Linked DNA regions of Sus scrofa: region 1 is linked to region 2. A link is a contact called in public Hi-C data. All regions are on one chromosome and are shown on one strand. Each heading gives the region's core, a stretch centred on a gene start, on an enhancer-like site or on the middle of the called end of the contact. The rest is flanking DNA. Distances are from core to core; before and after follow the strand shown. Region 1 holds the start of PRKCSH (protein kinase C substrate 80K-H). Region 2 holds the start of LDLR (low density lipoprotein receptor).

Region 1 (2,700 bases), core at 75-2,574, 270 kb before region 2:
GCCTGCAGGGAGAAAGAGAGCGAGGGTTTGTGGAGTGTGCTCAGAATCCGGCGTGTCACATCCACCATGTACACAAAGAGCACGAGAATAACTGATGCCAACTAAGGGGAGAAAACAGAGTTGCACACTCGGGCCTGAAACAAAACTCTCCACTGCTCCCTCCTGCCTCACCAAGGCCCTCAGAACAGGGCCCTGCCTACCCCCTCCCCCTCCCATAGTGCCTAGGGCTCTCCTCACCAAGCTGACCACTAGCTTGCTTGGGTACCTGCTTCCCCTTACTCATCGCCGAGTTCTGTGAGGATAGGATGGGGTCTGTCTTGGTCACTGCTCGGGACCTGGCACTCATCAACTGCCTAATAAATGTATGATGACTAAATAAATGAATGAAAAGAGAGCTCACCTGGTTCATCTGAGCCATCCTTGCAGTCACAGTAGTCATCATTAACCTGATCAAAAGGAATACTGGCGGAGCCATCCAGGCACGTGAAAGGCTTGGACTCGTCGTAGAAGTGATGATCTGGGAAGGGAGTCAAGGCGCTCAGCCCACGGCAGGAAGAAGCCCTCCGGACCCAATGGCACCTCTCCCCACAACCCACCAGCTGAGCACTGCCGCCTTCCCGCCCAGCGACCGCGACCCTAAAGCAGAAGGCTCTAAGTGCCTATCCCAGGAGCCTCCCACAACCTATCCCCACCTCTAGCCAGGTGGCCAACTCACTGGTGAGGGAGACGCCCCGGGGCCGCTTGACCTCCACGGCCCAACACATGGGCAGTAGCAGCAGAAACAGTAACATCTCGCTGGAGGCTCTGAAGCCGGAAACGGGTTCTGTCGGAGGAAGGAAGCTGCTGAGAGATGCGCTGTGCCCCCACGCTGCAGCGAGAAAGGGGCGGCTCACTGGGAGAGGAATACTTCCAGCTGAAGGAAGACACCTCTCCCTCCAGCCAACTGGATTCCTCCATCGCTTCCGGGCAATGACGGCTCACTTTGCTTCCCACAGTGGGGGCGTGGGGGGGGTGTCTCCCCAGTCCTGCCCAGTGAAGGGGAGTCTCACTTGGCCCAAATCAATGGTGGGGGAATCACAAAAGCTCCGCTCCCTATGGGTGGGGGGAGGGGATTCGCTAGCCAATTCCCGCCAATAGCCCGAGGAACAGTCGCCCCATCTCCCGAGGAACACCCTTAGGCTGCCCCCAACAGGAAACAGGGGTGCTCTCCCACCCAGTGGTTCACCACCTACACGAGGCTGGGGCAAAGGTTAATATCCACCGCGCCCCCTAACCCAGCAGCCAACGGCTCCTCCTGCAGAAAGAAAGCGGAAACGTGTGGGATGCGTCACTTCCGGCATCACGCCGTGCTCCCTGAACGGCAGCTCCCGGTCGCCATATTGGGAGCGGCAAGGGACGGCCGGAGCCGAGACGGCCATCTTGGATAGGCCTGTGAAGCCTTAGAAGAAATCGTTCTGATGGTTCGCGCTTAATGGCGGCGCGAAGTGCCTCCATCTTGGGAGTGGCAGTTCTACAGTCGGACCAGAAAGTTCCTAAAAAATGCCCGTGAACCCATCGCGGGCTTAGGGCGGGCTTAGGGGTTGAGGGGTGGGAAAGAAAAGGAATAAGCACATGACACAAAAGTACCCCCCACCAACTTTCGGCAGAAAGGGTCTGCTCCGCCCCCGTTGGGACCGCCCCTCCACGCAGCGTGCGTCAGCCAGTGAGAGCGGTGGGTGGAACGCGGGCGGTTTCCATGGGAACACTGGAGGAAGGAGGGGGAGATTACCTAGCAACCAGGAGATGCCGCGAGGCTCAGCCAAGCGGTCGACAAGTACGTTCCCAGAGCCGAGGAACCTGAGCTGACAGATCCCCAACAGAGGCGATTCCTAGTAGACCTAACTCTTTGCGGTCCTCGGCCTCAACCCAGTCATGACGTCTCCCCTGTGCTGGGCGGCCTCCGCCAACGCCATGCCTTCTCAGGACCAGGTTTCAGCCTCCTCCAAAGGCAGGGGCAATCAGGCTCAGGCCAAGGGGCATCCCCAAGGCAAGGGCTCGGTGCAGGCCTGGCAGTCACTCCATTCCAAGGCAGGACCCTTCCATGCCAGCGAAGGGAAGTCCACTGTGCACACGCAGGTGGCTGAGTTACAAAGGAAGATTCAACTATTAGGTAAGAGGGCTCCAGAGGGCACAGAAGTGTCAAGAGTCACCAGCTCATTGGCCTGGCATGGTGTGACTGGAATGTTTCACTGGCATTCATCCATGTGGCCAGTTTCTGGAGGCAAAAACTCATACTTCCTTATGGTTTTCCTCATCTCTCTTATGAAACTTTTCCTGAGCTCAGAACTGACTGGACTGCATTTCATACTTTTATGTGATTTCAACTCTTCTATCATGCATGGGGTGGTGAAAAACAGATTCCAGGGCCAGATTTTCTGGGTTCAGATCCTGGCTCTACATATACTAATTGTTTGACCTTCAGGAACTAAGAGTAATCTAATTGCTCCCAGGTTGTCCATTCATAAAAAGGAGATAGTAACCGTACAAGCCAATAGTTGAAATGAGTAAAGGACTTACAACGGTGCTTGACACATAGTAATGCTATATATTGTAAACCAGTGGTTCTCAATGGAAAAGGGCTGTTTTGGTTCCCAGGGGACATTTGGCAATGTCTGGAGACATTTTGGTTTGTCACATTGTTGGGGGGAGGGGATATGTTAC
Region 2 (2,700 bases), core at 97-2,596:
AAAGGTCGTCTTGTAGGCAGCTCGGCTGAACCCATTTATCCTCTCTGAACAAACAAGGCAAGCTGAGGGGTCCATCCAGTCCCTGATACTCAGTCCCTGCCCCAGCACGGCTGGAGGTCTCCGCGAAAGTGCTCTTCGCGTCCGCTCAAGGAGTGGTATTAGTTCCTTAGGAACAGTTTCAGCCTGGAGAGGAACCGAAGCCTTGAGGGTGTCCCGGGCGAACCCAGCGAGGGCAGCCGCGAGGACAAAGTGCGGACAGAGGCCACGCCACCGATCGCAGAAGAAACCGAGGCATTCGCCGACGGGGCCCAGGCGCTCAGCAGGAGCCTCGTCCAGGCTCATGGAGCTTCTCCAGGGGCCCAAAACCTGCTCCCTCTTTTGTGACAGGAGCCTGGGATGAACCCCAGGAATCTCCTTCGACCTCACCCAGAACCAGGTGCCGCGGCGTGGTACCCCAGCCACGCCCCGCGCCGCGCGCGCTTCTCTGCCGCCATTGGCCAAGGGGAGTGGCTCGAGGCTCGCCTGTTCGAGTAGTGCCCAATAGCAGCCCGAGGGCGGGCCCGCGGGGCTGAAGGCGGGGCAGGAGGCGGTGGCCCGGGGCGGAAGCGTGGTTCCGGGACGATTCTGGGTGCCCTCGGCTCTGTTCTGGGAGCCAGCATCCCTTTCGGACAGCACAAAGCTAATTGGGCCGCCGTCGTAACCCCTGCAGGCGAAAAGGATGCAGAGGGAAGGATCCGGGGGAAGCGCTCGGCAGGGACCTCGAGGCTGAGCAATAGGGTTTTGGATCACCCTCACCCTAGAATAACTCTGAGAGGGAGAGCTCTCTCCCCACAGGGGTGGAGATCCGCGTACCGTGCTCTAAGATAAGGGGGACCTGCATCGAGTGGAAACTTGTGGGAAAGCCACACCATGTTTTCCCTGACTCCCCCAGAGCCTCCAGACCCCCTAAACTCTCGCGCCCCCCTTAGAGCCCCCTCCAACCACGTAAGAATGACTTCGTGCCATTTTCCCACAAGTCTGCCAAGGATACAGTGATTTTTAGTTCTCCACCCCCTAAAAAAAAAAATTACTAAGAGGCTCCCCGAGTTCGGGAGCTAACCTCCAAGCCGCGAGAGCTTCTGGAGCCAGACTTACCTGCAGCTGCCACCGCAGCAATGAGCAAGGCGACAGCCCATCGCAGGACCCAGCCCGTGGACTTCATGCTTCCAGCCTCCGCCTGCAGCTCCCTGGCCCGGGCTCCTGTTCACTGTGTGCGCTCTTGAAATCCGGGCTTCGCGCGGCCCGGACGCGACTGCACGCGGGGCCCCAGTCATTTGCAGCATTTCAATGTGAGGTTTCTCGTAGAGGGAGGAGTTTGCATGGGGTGATTTTCAAATATCTTCACCTCACTGCAAGAGGAGGAGTTTCGGGAGGAGGAGTTTCGAACGGCTGATGTGACATGGGATCCTTAACCCGTGAAGCCCTGACTCGGATTCCAGTCTTTTCCAAAGCCGCTCTGGGATGGGCTGCTAGATGTGTCGATTTTGGTGGCACAAGAACTAAGCCCCCGACCCCCAGCCCAAAATGGAAACGCGCGTCAGCTGAAGGGTATCCCTTAAATTTCTCTCAATTTTTAATTGTTACATCCTCTTTGGTGTCCAAAGTTAACATCCATCTGTCCTTCCAAATGGTTTTGGCCAATGACATCTCCCCTCTGACTAGAAATATTGGAAACTTACCCCCCACACACACCCCCTTCTCTACTTGGCCTTTTCCTTTCTAGGAATTGTTTATAGATTTTAACCATTTCGTCATATATAGTTTTAGAGAGTTCTTCCACATCGCCCCATAATCAATGAGAGTTAAATAAAATCATCTTGAAAGAACGCCCCAAAACTGATTTTGTTTTATGGGATCCAGCGCTCAGATGAATTTTGAGCAAAAACATCTCTAAAATCAACTGACCCACTACTTGGGGTCTGGATATAAATATTGATTTATCCTTTTAGGAGAAGGAGTTGAACAAACAGAGAAGCCACTTCCTCTCCTCTGAGCAAAATCAAAACAAAATAGAGCTTTCAGAGCTGAACCTGATTGCTTAGACCACAGAGGGCTGTTGGAAAACAGCTTTTAAGAATCAGGGAGTCTTCAGTGTTGCCGCAGCTACACAGCTGCCGCTTGGATTCAATCCCTGGCCCAGGAATTTCCCTATGCTGCAGGTATAGCCATAAAAATTTTTTTCAATAAAAATACATGAATGAATGCACAAAAAGCTATGGAGGAGAAATCTCTCAGAGTACTAAGGAGAGTTATCTTTGGGCAGTGACATTTTTTGTTTACCTCTATTTTTCTTGAGCTATCTATATTGTTCATGTATTCTCACCATGCTCAAAAATAAACCTTTTGAAACTAAGAAAAAAATAATTAAAATAATTAAAATCATAAAGATTTTCTTCACATTAAAAAAATAAATAAATCAGGGAGTCTCTTTTGGGATCCATGCACTTACCAGCGGCCCCTTGCCAAAAAAGCCTCCCACAAAGGGTCTGGCAGTTTTGGAGGTTTACTTCAGGAATGAGCAGAGATCTCTAAGGTTTTACAAACTGAGCTTAGCTGGGCAAACTAACCTTTCAGCAGGCTTACAGGGAAACCCAGCAGAGAAGTCAGAAAAGAAGTATAAGGGGCACAATTGAATCCTTGGGGAGAAAAATAGCGATTAAT

The links. Hi-C and Micro-C count contacts between places; a contact is called where the count stands out from the background.
Region 1: a Hi-C map of epiblast stem cells shows a contact between it and region 2, with 2.3 times the contacts expected there. The contact joins the promoter of PRKCSH here to the promoter of LDLR in region 2. A contact is called at or near these places in 1 of 47 Hi-C or Micro-C datasets (epiblast stem cells) and 1 of 2 datasets of contacts at active chromatin or transcription factors (alveolar macrophages).

The regions. Positions count from the first base shown.
Region 1 is chr2:70,096,048-70,098,747 of Sscrofa11.1, reverse strand. It overlaps PRKCSH (protein kinase C substrate 80K-H), which reads right to left and starts at 1,324. Exons shown (of 18, transcript NM_001244598.1): 1 at 1,233-1,324; 2 at 716-823; 3 at 401-517; 4 at 1-2. The coding sequence starts at 791. It overlaps CCDC151 (coiled-coil domain-containing protein 151), which reads left to right and starts at 1,721. Exons shown (of 13, transcript XM_005654766.3): 1 at 1,721-2,149. The coding sequence starts at 1,912.
Region 2 is chr2:69,827,029-69,829,728 of Sscrofa11.1, reverse strand. LDLR (low density lipoprotein receptor) reads right to left here and starts at 1,346. Exons shown (of 18, transcript NM_001206354.2): 1 at 1,135-1,346. The coding sequence starts at 1,201.